Linked DNA regions of Triticum aestivum: region 2 is linked to region 1. The links are chromatin contacts, called in public Hi-C maps. All regions are on one chromosome and are shown on one strand. Each heading gives the region's core, a stretch centred on a gene start, on an enhancer-like site or on the middle of the called end of the contact. The rest is flanking DNA. Distances are from core to core; before and after follow the strand shown.

Region 1 (5,991 bases), core at 1,153-3,652:
GGAGATAGCAGATCATAGTCTAGAACTTCTCCACAGCGATGACTTCAAGAAGGGAACGACACCGTAGAGCGCCACCACTGCCGGCTTTGGCATCTAGCCAAGAGCAGGTTTTCACCCAAATCTGTTCGAAGAACTCCATCCACTTCTTGTGCACAGACCACCGCCTTCTCTGTTGAAGACTAGACCAAGGGTCCAGTCGTCGCCGTTAGATCCATGTAGCCAGCACCGGGAGATGACGACAGTCCCCTGTACCGGATCTAGCACGAACCGAAGCAGATCGAGTCGGAGACGATGATGCCCCTGGATCTCCGGCAGACCAGCGAGTAGCCGGCCCCACCACATCCAAGATCGCCGGCCACGTCGGGCCTCCGCCACCCCTTGTGTCGTCCGGGTCAGAGAGGGGAGCCACCGACTGCGCACAGGGGCCACCGCCGCCTACACATGCCGGAGCACTGCCGCGAGCCCAGCGTCCGCCACCACCTGCCGAGGCCCGCCACCGCGCGCCCCTTGCCCCGCCACCGCTCGCCGAGTTCTTCCACCTCGCCACCTGCCTCCTAGATATGTCGCTCGCGGAGGAAGGGGAGTTGGGAGAGGAAGTCCCCCCGCCGCTGCCGTCTGCCACGCGGGTTTCACCCGGCGGCGGCGCGATGAGGGGAGGAGGAGAGGACGGCAGCGACGCCTAGGGTTGGAAAAGCCCCCGAGTCGCCCAGGGCGGGGGCAACGCGAGGGTCCTTCGGGTGAACACGATTGTACAAATTCACCCGAAGTGGTCTTGATTAAGGACAACTTGGCAAAGCATAGTTGGGACGGTAGTAAGCGGTGTTGTCTCTGTGATCAGCATAAATCTATCCAACATCTTTTCCTCAAATGCCCACTAGCCAAGTTATTGTGGTGTACAATACATGTGTCCTTTAATGTCAGTCCTCCTAATAGCTCTGCCAATTTGTTTGGGACATGCCTAAATGGGGTAGAGTCTATAACAACCCCACATTCCTTTTCTTTTTATTCGGTTTTGCTTCTGAACTTGTGTCGAACTGCGTACTTTGTGGCTACTTTACTTAAAAATTATGGTTGTGTGCATCAATTGATGCAGAGGCTAGGGATAATCCTCTTCTTCTAAAAAAACATATGATGACATTGTCTCTTAGATATATTTGCCTTGGAACACAAAGTAGGCTCTCGCGGGAGGGCCCACACTCTCATTTTCAATTGTCTATAAGCCCCCTATAATAGTTGCTTTAAGGCTATGTCATATGTTGTGGTTTTCGTTGATTTCTCTATTTTTATTTACTCGGCATCAAGGTGAACTCGACTACACACATTTGGCCATTACTTTTTGCACCAACTATTGAAAATATAAAGAATGAACATAATACTTCACATAACTATTTTTATTATACAAAAATACAAGATTATTTTGAGGCGAAATATCTAAATAATTTTTTTAACTATATTTTGATGTCAGCGGAGGAGAAGTTAAAATAAAAATTGTACCTTCTGTAACTATATTTTGATCTCAGAGGAGGAGGAGGAGGAGGAGAAGTTAAAATAGAAATGGTACCTTTTGTCTACTAGGAAATCCTTGATCTTCATGATGAGCTGTTCTATACTTCCTTCTTCAGTGTCTCTGTAATGTTGGCCACTAACTGCACGTAATATTGTCCGGAGGATATTCATCATGTCTGGATTCCTTGACACGGTTAAGAAGGCCTGACATTTAAATTTTCCTTTGAGATCTTCATACACTTGGCTTGCAAGAGTTGTCTTCCCCATTCCTCCAGATCCCACGATGGAAACCAACTTCGTCTTCTCTTGTGTCGACGTACCTTCAGTTAACAGTTTAATTACCTTGGCCTTGGGTTCATCAATTCCGACAAGCTCAGAGGTATGCTGAAAGATGGCAAGAGCTCTGGGGTCGATGGTTGCATTTTTTTTCTTGGAGAAGGCCTCACGGACCTTGTACCTTTCATTCCTCTGGGCCACCTCAGTGATTTGCTTCTTCAGATCTTGTATCTCCTTGCCGATCCGGTGCCGAGCCTTTACCTTCCCCAGCAAGTTCTTCATCTTCTCCAAGAAGCCATCTGGCTTTGTATCTTCGACGTCAACACTCTGCATGAAGTCGTCAATGGAGTCCTCCATGTCATAGGAGAGCTCCCTCACCTCATTCATCCACACCTTATCCTGAGCATCAGGATCCTCCTCCTCCGACATCTTCAGAAGAAATGCTTCCATGGCAGTGAGTTCACGTGTGAGTGACTTGATATCGTCACACACACCCTTGAACCGCTTGTACTTATCACCCACCAGAGCGCCCAGCTTCTCCAGGACGGGTTTCAAGGCCCCCGTCGCTGCACTCACCAGAGCCGCCTCCATGGTTGCTCGTAGTGCTAGCTCAGATGCTCCTTCGCTCAGTTCTTTTGTGTGTGTGTGTGGATGCGAAAGAAGTGTGCGCTGAATGATACTGTCCTCTCTCGGCCTTAAGCTAGCATGGTTACATCGGCCGGCCGTAATTAAGCAGTTAATTTTGGGTCAAGTTGCTCTACTTGCAGAGCTAAAGACAAGTTTCTCTTACCCCGAGATTGTAAATTAAGCTAAGATGCTCACTGCTACCAAGTCGGTCTAGTCAAAAAGTTCATCTAGCTACTCCAGATCTGTTCAAATGCATGCCCCTCCACGTTGTTCACCACAAGCTCTCTTCGCCCGAAAGATTCATCTGCTCATTCAGTATAATAAACGCTTACCGTGGCACGTCATGAGATGCCAACTCAAGCTAGCTAGCTAGGTCTTAGTCGGTACTCGTTAATTTTTGTTTAGTTAGCCTTTTAGCTTAACAAATCTATTATTACCATACCATGCTGCTGGAGCTAGTAGTAACAGGAGGCGTTGCCCCGCTCCATTGTAACCCCCCCCCCCCCCCCCCCCTCGCCCCCCCCCCCTGTTTTAGTTAACGAAAGCTCTCTGCTTCAAAAAGAGAGTGCCTATTATTACCATGTTCATCGACCTGCATAACTCCAGCCCAGTTGCACGAAACTAGTATTTTTCTATCCGTGAGACACGCGCACTAACCGGTGACTTGAAAGCGCCAACGCTAATTTTCTGTAGTTAGCGCACTAATCGGTGACTCAAAAGACGCAACCCACATGCTTGACCGGAAAAGGCGCGTCACTTAGTTTTTCTATAGCCACTACTCTCGGTGCTATCAAGTCCGAAATTTTCCTCCAATGTCGATGAGAAAACTATTGCACGGTAATGGCAAAGTTGTGCTTTCATGAGTAAGATAATTTAATTTGATAGAAAATATCATGTTACATCGAATGTTAATCATTGTCAGAATTCCTGAAACACTTAAGATCCAGTATTTCCTTCAAGGGTAATAGCAGCTGGCAACAAATTCTATATCTATCACGCAAAAAGAAAATCTAACACGATATTTTTGTAAGATTTGGCCAGCGCTGATTGGCATTTTTATACCTGACACGATATTTTTGTAAGATTGGCGTTCACATCTGAAAGCAGATTTAATATGAACCAGTGTATGGATAAGGTTATCTTAACTTTTGTGCAAAGCTAACACTCTACACAACAATTCTCTGCTAGAGAAAAACAAAAGGCATTGTAAGTTTAATGTAGCTAACACTCTACAAAATAAACAGAAAACATACATTTGATGAAGCATCCAAGGAAAGGTTGTACCATCGACAGAGTTGAGAAAAGGATTCGTTGCACTTGCAGGAACAACTTGTGAAATTAATATGATATACCCCTCTATTTCAGGAACAACCAGTAATATGGAGCATCATATTAGCATGTTCGGTGTCTTACATAATTGATGTACCAGTAATATGTATTTGAGGATGGTCTGACATGTGCATTTCTGACCCAATAACAATGTCTCTCCAATTAAAGGGCTTGCACAATCTGTCATCATTATACTAGTCTTATCTTCTTGTTAATGATCAATGATTTCATTCGTGAAACAATTCATAACATGCACATTATTACATATAGATAGAGATGTACTCTAGACCTGAAACACTTGTTTGTGCTATTCCTTAACCTTCTGACTTATGCAGGTCGCTCGGAAGGTAAAAAAACACTTGTTTGTGTTATTCTTTAACCTTCAAGATACACGGGGAAGAAATTCCTACATTCTCAGGTAAAAAAAACATACACAGCCGACGATCAGCGAAAATACAAAGAATTGATACCAAAATCGCTACATGTATTTTTAGAGCTTTCACACCATCTCTGTTTCCTTTTGGAGTTGCTTGATGGTATCATACTTGTTGTTTATCAACTTCTTATGTCCAGAAGCAACAACCCCTTTCTGAACCTTTTTTTCTGCTGTGGACCAATTCGTATAGGAGTGCAGTTCTACTCCCTCCATTTCATAATATAAGACCTTTTAGTTATTTTAAAATATTGTCTATATTCATACTAAAATGAGTGAACATGTATACTAAAATGTTTCTAAATACATATGAATCAAGAAAAAGTTAAAAGATCTTATATTAGAAAACGGAGGGAGTATATCAGATCCATAATGGAGAAAAAACTGTTGTGCATGTCCCTGTAATGAAGATGTCGATCTTGTGCTGCTCCTGTTCGAGCTGAATGTGTACACCAATCCCTGTGGGAGGAGCATTTGTAGGATTTGTAGAGAAAGAGTTTTTCCATGAGGCGTCTGAGTAGACCTTGGCTCTAGAAATCAGCGTATCAGATTTCATGGGATGGGGATCCATCTTTCCTGTCAAAGCGTTTGTTGTTCCTGGATTTCCAAATGCACCAAAGAATATTCATAATATTTTGCAACGAAGTTATTCAAGCCATCCTTTCTTGAGGACATCCTACTTTTTTCGTAGAAGAACCAAACTCACTTCTCACAGGCCTTTCGGGCTTCCCCATCAGGCTTTGGAGCACGAACAAGCAGGGGCTCTTTTTTTCATAGTGTGTGAACTCTGCCAAAGTGTGGCGAGAGCAGAAAATTGGTGAACTCTGAACCCGCCCCGCCTGCCTAGGACCTTCTTTGCATAACAAGAATCCAAGTGACATTGTTAAGAAACATCTCTTCACAGGGGCTGTCTATGACACATCTAGATGTGACATAACTATGTCACATCTAACATAATGTGTACTATGTTTGTTGTCTATTTTTCTTCTGCCCCAGCTTTTTTTTTTGTTCCTTGTTGCTGCGTATTTGTGGAAATTTAGATGTGAATTAGACAAACTGTTTCTCAAATCCGAGTAGGTACATACGCTCGCACAGCTACACCACATCCCACGCACCCTGACAGAACATGCGCCATTACATTACGTATGTGCATCACACTACACAAAAGCAAGCAGTACATCCATGCATGACCCAAGCCTATGATCGATGTTCCAAAAGAAGAGAGCAAAGAGCGGTAGAGAGAACACATCTTGTAGCTAAGCTATTTCACAACTTTCGATCACTATGATTGTATTTCAGTGGTTGCTCAGCCGAAACAGGTGAGGAACTTCTTGGCGGGCGTGGTCCCTTGTGACCGGTGCTTGGCCGCCATCTCCTTTTTTTTCGAAAAGGGGGTTTGCCCCGGCCTCTGCATCAGAACGATCCATACGGCCATATTATAAAAAGCAAAAGATCCAACAATAGTCTTGTAGTCTCAAACAAACAAACAAAAGGCTGTGCTCAACACAGAGCACAAAAGCAGCAAACCAGACAGCCACAACCGGCAAGCAAATATAATAGATAGGAAACTAAACAGCTATCCTATTACATGACCGTCATTCAAACCGGTTGAATAAATCCCGAGCTACCGTCTCCCATCGGATAGATCTAGTAACCAAATGCTCCCTGGCCTCCGTTGGAGTGAGTATCGACCACATACGGATAAGTGCAGTGGCCATCTCCTGGTACTTGATCATCTCCTCCTGCCGCCTCGCCTCCACGGCGGCCCTCTGCCCCTCTGCTCCTCCTTGTGGATCATCGCGATACGGTTCCGCATCTTC
Region 2 (5,991 bases), core at 922-3,421, 130 kb after region 1:
GATAGGTCTCGGTATGCCATGCTGGTTGACCAAACCAAGAGACTTATGAGGGAAGGGAGGAATTGTAAGCTCACACATGTAGCTCGGGAGCAAAATGGCGTCAGCCACTACCTAGCAAGTTTTGGTAGAGTACAAAAGCGCACGGCTGTGTGGCTTGGTTCAGGGCCTGGTGATGTGCTGAACCGGTACACCCCCCCTCACAAAACGTATAAAGGGCAGTATGATCCTTTGACATATCAATACACAGTTTGCTGGATATATACGGATGTACATTAGCCTAGGCGTCTATACAGTGTCATTTTGTTTCTTTCGTTTTATTAAACTTCAAAAAATACATACAACGCTTTGTGAGATTCGAACCCACAACAGCCACCTCTACTCATGAAGCTGGTAACCACTGCGCTCCTTCAATTGTTGTGTCATTAAACTTATTTCCTTCTACTTATCAAAGTATAATGCTAATAAAAAAACACGCATTTTCCATCTGATTATTTTTTCAGTTTGGCCGTTTTTCTTTGGGTTTTTTTTCTTTTTTCCTTATTTATTAATATTTTTCTTCCTATACTTATTCACAGAACTTTTTAAAATTCGTCAACTTTTTCAAATTTATAATTTTTTAAATTAATTTTTTACGAACTCATGACCTTTTTTCAAATTCATGATTTTTTAAGTCTGCGGTTTTATTTCAAATTCATGAACTTTTTTGAGTCTGCAGTTTTATTTCAGACTTGTGAGCTTTTTAAAAATTTCATGAGCACATGGAACATTTTTCAGTGGTTTTATGCTTCGAACCAGACACACAGTGTACAATTTGGTATGTTCGGGTAGGCCGGAAGGGCAAGTTTTGAACCACTTTTTTTCACCTCCGAACTCAATCAATTTTTTCCACACCCTCGCATCACCATGGCCAGCATGCATGTTGGTTGTTGACATTTTATATCTTTGTTATAGATTTTTCGGTGAAAAAACCCTAAAACACAAGACCGAACTCGTTCAAAGCTTGCATGGTGGACAACATTGGGCATGCCCAACTGTTGGCAAAATTTGTTGTCATTTATATTTTATATTTTATATTTATTGTTTCTCCTTTTTCTTTTTCACATTTTTTATATTTTTTACACAAAATTTGTTCACAAAGTCAATAAAGTTCTCGTTGAAAAAGATTTAGAAAATTAGTTTATTCTTATCATGTTTGAGAAAACATGTTTCTTGATAACAGGCGTGTGTGCATGCTTATACATGTAGGCATGGTAAATGTAGGCATGGTAAACGAATGCAAGTTTTCTTCCATCGATACGGTAGTTGACCCTTATACATTTCCTGCTTTTAAATATCACGAGTGGCAGCGTAGTCGGATGGCAAGTAGTGTAATCAGGACGACGAGGTTACAAAATTTGTTCGCAAATTCCAAAAGTATTCTTGATTTCAACAGTTGTTCGCAAATTCAATAAATGTTTGAGAATTTCAAAAAAATGTTCACACTTTGAAACAACTGTTCGTAATTTTTAAAAAGGATCGTGTTTTCAGTTTAGTTCCTATTTTTTTAAAATGTTCTCCTTTTCATTGCTTTTTTCCTTTGTAAAACAAATGTTTGAGAGTCCCAAAACTCGTGTCTTCACAAAATATTTTAGGTTTTTTCAAAAACACAAATTTGTGTTCAAGTCTCCCAAAAAATTGTTTGCAATTCCAAAATATGTTATCATTTTTAGTTTGTTCCTTTTATGATTCCCAAAAAATGTTCATGTTTTCACAAAAATGTTCTAGTTCTTTTTAAACTATCACAAATTTTTAAATGACCGCGTTTCTACAAATATTTACCTTTTCCAATTAGAAAATGGGGTCTGATTTTTTTTAAATATTGTCGCGGCTTTTGGTTCATATAGACTGAGTTACCTTTTTGGACACGAAATCTCAGATGGTATAGTGGCTACTGTCATGGTTGACTGGTGTGATGTCCCTGATTCGATCCCTATTGCACACTTTGGTTTATCTTAATTTTGCGAACTATTTTTTTAAATTTTGCGGCGATCTTTAGTTTCTTAATGATTCGTGCTGGAACTCTGACATAGCAGATTGGTTGTCAAAGTGGTTAGCTTAGTGTTCACATAGACTGATAGATGCAGATTCGATTCCTAGCAGCGTCCTTTTTTTCGTTATTTTTCTGTAGTGAACGCACACCTGCAGATGGGCCGGCCCAGGTGAGCCGCCCTTGACGACTTCTTGCCTCTACGGCCTCGTATCGTATGCAGGCAGCGGACTTTGAAGAAAATACTTTTCTCAGAAAAAAAAAACTTTGAAGAAAAGACCATCATGCCCTTTATTATGAAGGGGTATGGAGTAATCTCAGCCATCGATGTGTTTAGGGAGGGTGTACCGAAGCGGAAGTGAAAAAAAGACCCTTTTCACCCGCAAAAAAAAAGAACTCAGTTGGAAAAATAAATAAAATAGAAAGCATTGGTTGCCTGAAACTTGTGTGTGCTCCTCTGCTCGTGTTGACCCGATGCTCTGTTTCCTCCCTGACCGAGCAGTTTGTGGCCGCCCGCGAGGAAGTGATTCAGGGGGACAACGGCGAAAGTCTCTCACGGTTGAATACGAAGATCGCACACAGTTTTGCAAGTCGTGTGCACAGCACACCTCTATGGGCGATGAGAGGAGTCTGTCACAGAGTTGTGACTTGTGTTGCTACCCCTGTTCTTTTCCCTTCTTGTTGACCACCAGTACGATGGCGTTAGCTAGGTTTCTTTCTAAGTCGTGCTTCATCGATCTGCACACCGGAGCTGGAGCGCAACCACACGTCCATGCAGCGTGCTTGTGGTGTACGTACATTGAGCCGACCGTCGACCGTCCTTCAGATGCTACCGAACGTCCTTTTGATTGGAATTTCAGATGTGGGAGTATGAGAGATCCATAATCCATGTTAGCATGGCTGCATGTATCTGGTCAGATATGTTGTGCTTAGTTAGTCTGAAATTCTGAATAATGGAGTCCATGAACACCCTCCCAGCATCCCATGTTTGTTCTTGTCTGTTCTGTTCTTGTTTTTGGCGAACAGAGCAGGTGCTCTGTTTTCACATTAAGAAGGGAGGAGTCGCCAACAAAACGTGGTAATCCGGCTGAAAACTGTTCAAAGAGGTAATTACTCTGAAAAATGTGTAAACAGAGGTAAAAACAAGGTGAATTCTCTCTCCCAGATGTAAATGCATGCAGGATCGAAGCTTTCGGACATTGAAGATCACATCTTCTGCGAGCTACAGTAGGTTGCTCAGCCGAAGCAGCAGAGCATTTTTCCTTTTGGAGTCTGGACCTGATCATCTCCACGGCAGCAGCTTCTCCCTCCTCTGCCCCCTTGTTCTGGATCGTCACTACCTGTTCCCGCCGTTTCTCCTCCGCCTATTCTGCCTTTTTCTCAAGTTTCTCCTGCAGTTGTGAAGACACTTTAGTTGCAACTAAAGTGTCCAGATTCAGCATCTGAACGTGAAGCTCTGAACTAGGCAAGGTCCAGATTCAGAATCGAGTCCTCTGGCGTTCAGAGCTTCACGTCAAGAGCCTTGTGCTCGGTGTTCTCCCACGACACGACAGCATCGACGACATCTTCTGCTCAGCCCTGAAGCACGACATGTTTCTAGTTAAGTTCAGTTAAGACCCTGAACCAGAAGATTGGCCAAACACCCATAGATAGAGGAGGATTTATTTATGCAAAGTTCAGTTGAGTTGAGTTTGGGTCACCTGCTGTCGGCTTTGCTCTTCTGGCTCCCCTCCCAGTTTCTTCTCCATCTCCGCTTCGCTAACAGAAGGCCAATGACCCAAAGGAGCGCATTATTAGATTAAAAAACTGCAGGCACCTCACATATGCTGTATCTCTATCTGAAGGGTGCAGAAAGCAGTTCTCTAGCTAGGGATGCTGTGAGTATGAATGGCAACCATAATAAAGATATACTTACTAGGTTTGACTATGTAGGTACCAGCAGGGAGGCAGATCCATCCTCGCAGAGAATGATGAATTCTTCGATCTCAGAAATGCAGTGATGATGAACCTTTGGCATTGCAGCCTAATTGGAATTGTTCCCCGAACTGAAAAAGACAGACAAAATATCATGTGAGGCAATAGGAGAGATACATAGATCTTGTGGATTAATGTACATGCTCTTTCATGGGAGAAAAAGTTAGTACCTCGATTCCGGCAACGCATTACCAGTCCAAGTCAAGAGTAGGGCGGTTGGGATGTGCGTTGGCTGCTTCCCGAATGGCAGCCTTTGCAGCCTCAACTGTGCTGCTATCGGCCCCGTACCCCCATACATAACATCTGATTTTAACAAGGCTGGAGAGATTTTCTATTCCGAGATCAAAATCACCGCTGGTACCGAGAGACCCAGTTTCTGCTGCGTGAAATTGTATCCTGAGGTCATCTACCTTGGGCATGGCTCCAGCCGCAAACGTCAAATTCATCACAGCATACTCACTATTATAATTAAATATCCTCAAGCATGGGAATCCAACTTCGCCACAGACTATGACCCTTGTAACTTCAGGCTCTTCTGTTAATGAGGTATTTCTGATTTCCCTTCCATCAATTCTCAGAATCAGACAACGCAGAACAGGTAACCCTCCAAGGATATAGAAATCCTTCTGCTCAACTCCCGCCAATTGAAGGCGTATGTCCAGGAGGTTGACAAGGGAGCTGACCCAATTTGGAACATGGGGAATAATAGAACCACGGACTTTCAGCTTCTGGAGGCTAAGTGGCATAGGGCACAAAGACTCCCTTACAAATTCAGGACCATGCCAAACAGTTAGAGAGAGAAGGTTCCCTAGGTTTTTAAGGGAAGCAACAATAATAGTTTTCTTGGACTCATTTTCAGCATTCACTCGGTCAGCATTATTATAATCCTCAAAATCAAGAACCAATACCTTCAGACTCTGCTGCTGCTCAAATTCTTGCAGGAAGTTAAATGACTGGCTATAGACACTGACAAGCCTCAATTTCTCCAGTTCTTGTAGCTTAGAAATTCCACAAGGAAGAGTAACATTACCTCTTACTAATAGGCGCACCAGTCTCTTGAGATTGACAATAGATGCTGGTAACTCATAAACAGAGGTGCCTCTTAACTCCAGTATCTCTAAGCACCATAGGCGTCCGATTTGTTCTGGAAGCTTGCTTACTTTCTTCACCCCTCGGAGGCTCAGGTACCTCAGCTGAAACAGTTTATCTATATTTTCAAGATGATGGTTCTCCAGTTGGTCGCAATGTTCAAAGTCCAGAAAACGCAAATGCCTAAACTTATCCATAGAAGGAATTTTCACAGATTCCCCAAATACATCAAGTGATCGGACATGAGACAACACCAAGCCTCTTGGCACTATCAGTTCTTTTTGCTTGCTGGCTTGCAGGGAGAGCCGACGAACTTTGTTGTGTGTCCCAATAGATAAACTAGGAACACCCACCAAAGTAACAAAGTTTTCTTCAATGGATCTGGATATGATGAAATCAAGAATTGTGTCATGAAGTCGACAACTCTTTACGATTCCACGTATATCTGTTTCCCCAGGTTGGATCAAACTCCTGTTTATTAGCTCATTAAAACACCTTTCTCCAAACTCATATGAAGTACTATATCCAGATTCTGTATGAATTAATCTTTCAGCAATCCACCTATTTATCAAAACTTTCTTCTTAATAACAGAATCTTCAGGGAATATACTCAAACATAAGAGACAAGATTTCAGATGAGCAGGCAGTTCAAAGTAACTAAGTGATAGTATCTTCATCATTCCTTCAACACTGGGATTTCTTTCAAGTGCTCTACCAATCGAATCTTCAACTTGTTTCCATGGACCTTCTGTCCTTTCAATATTAGCCAACAAACCGGATATAGCAATGATTGCCAAAGGCAACCCAGCACATTTTTTCAAAATATGCTCAGAAACTGTTTTAAGGTATGAGGGGCAATTTTCTTCGGAGTTGAATAATCTTGTGTAAAATAAGTGCCTAGA

Evidence for each region. A called contact is a pair of places that touch in the nucleus more often than the background predicts.
Region 2: a Hi-C map of an unstated tissue shows a contact between it and region 1, with 4 times the contacts expected there. The contact joins the enhancer-like site here to the promoter of LOC123129075 in region 1. A contact is called at or near these places in 3 of 5 Hi-C or Micro-C datasets (leaf and an unstated tissue) and 1 of 1 datasets of contacts at active chromatin or transcription factors (leaf).

The regions. Positions count from the first base shown.
Region 1 is chr6A:613,683,253-613,689,243 of IWGSC CS RefSeq v2.1, forward strand. It overlaps LOC123129075 (disease resistance protein RGA5), which reads right to left and starts at 2,403. Exons shown (of 3, transcript XM_044549221.1): 1 at 1,562-2,403. The coding sequence starts at 2,373. LOC123129076 (disease resistance protein PIK6-NP) reads right to left here. Exons shown (of 8, transcript XM_044549225.1): 8 at 5,590-5,991.
Region 2 is chr6A:613,817,825-613,823,815 of IWGSC CS RefSeq v2.1, forward strand. LOC123129077 (disease resistance protein RGA5) reads right to left here. Exons shown (of 6, transcript XM_044549228.1): 3 at 4,171-5,991; 4 at 3,963-4,071; 5 at 3,727-3,784; 6 at 3,334-3,604. The coding sequence ends at 4,189. Among protein-coding and RNA genes, the nearest start is that of LOC123129077, 5.4 kb to the right of the region's middle. Within about 2 kb of position 2,172, at least 1 of the 8 cell types and tissues checked has an H3K27ac peak or open chromatin away from gene starts, as enhancers often do.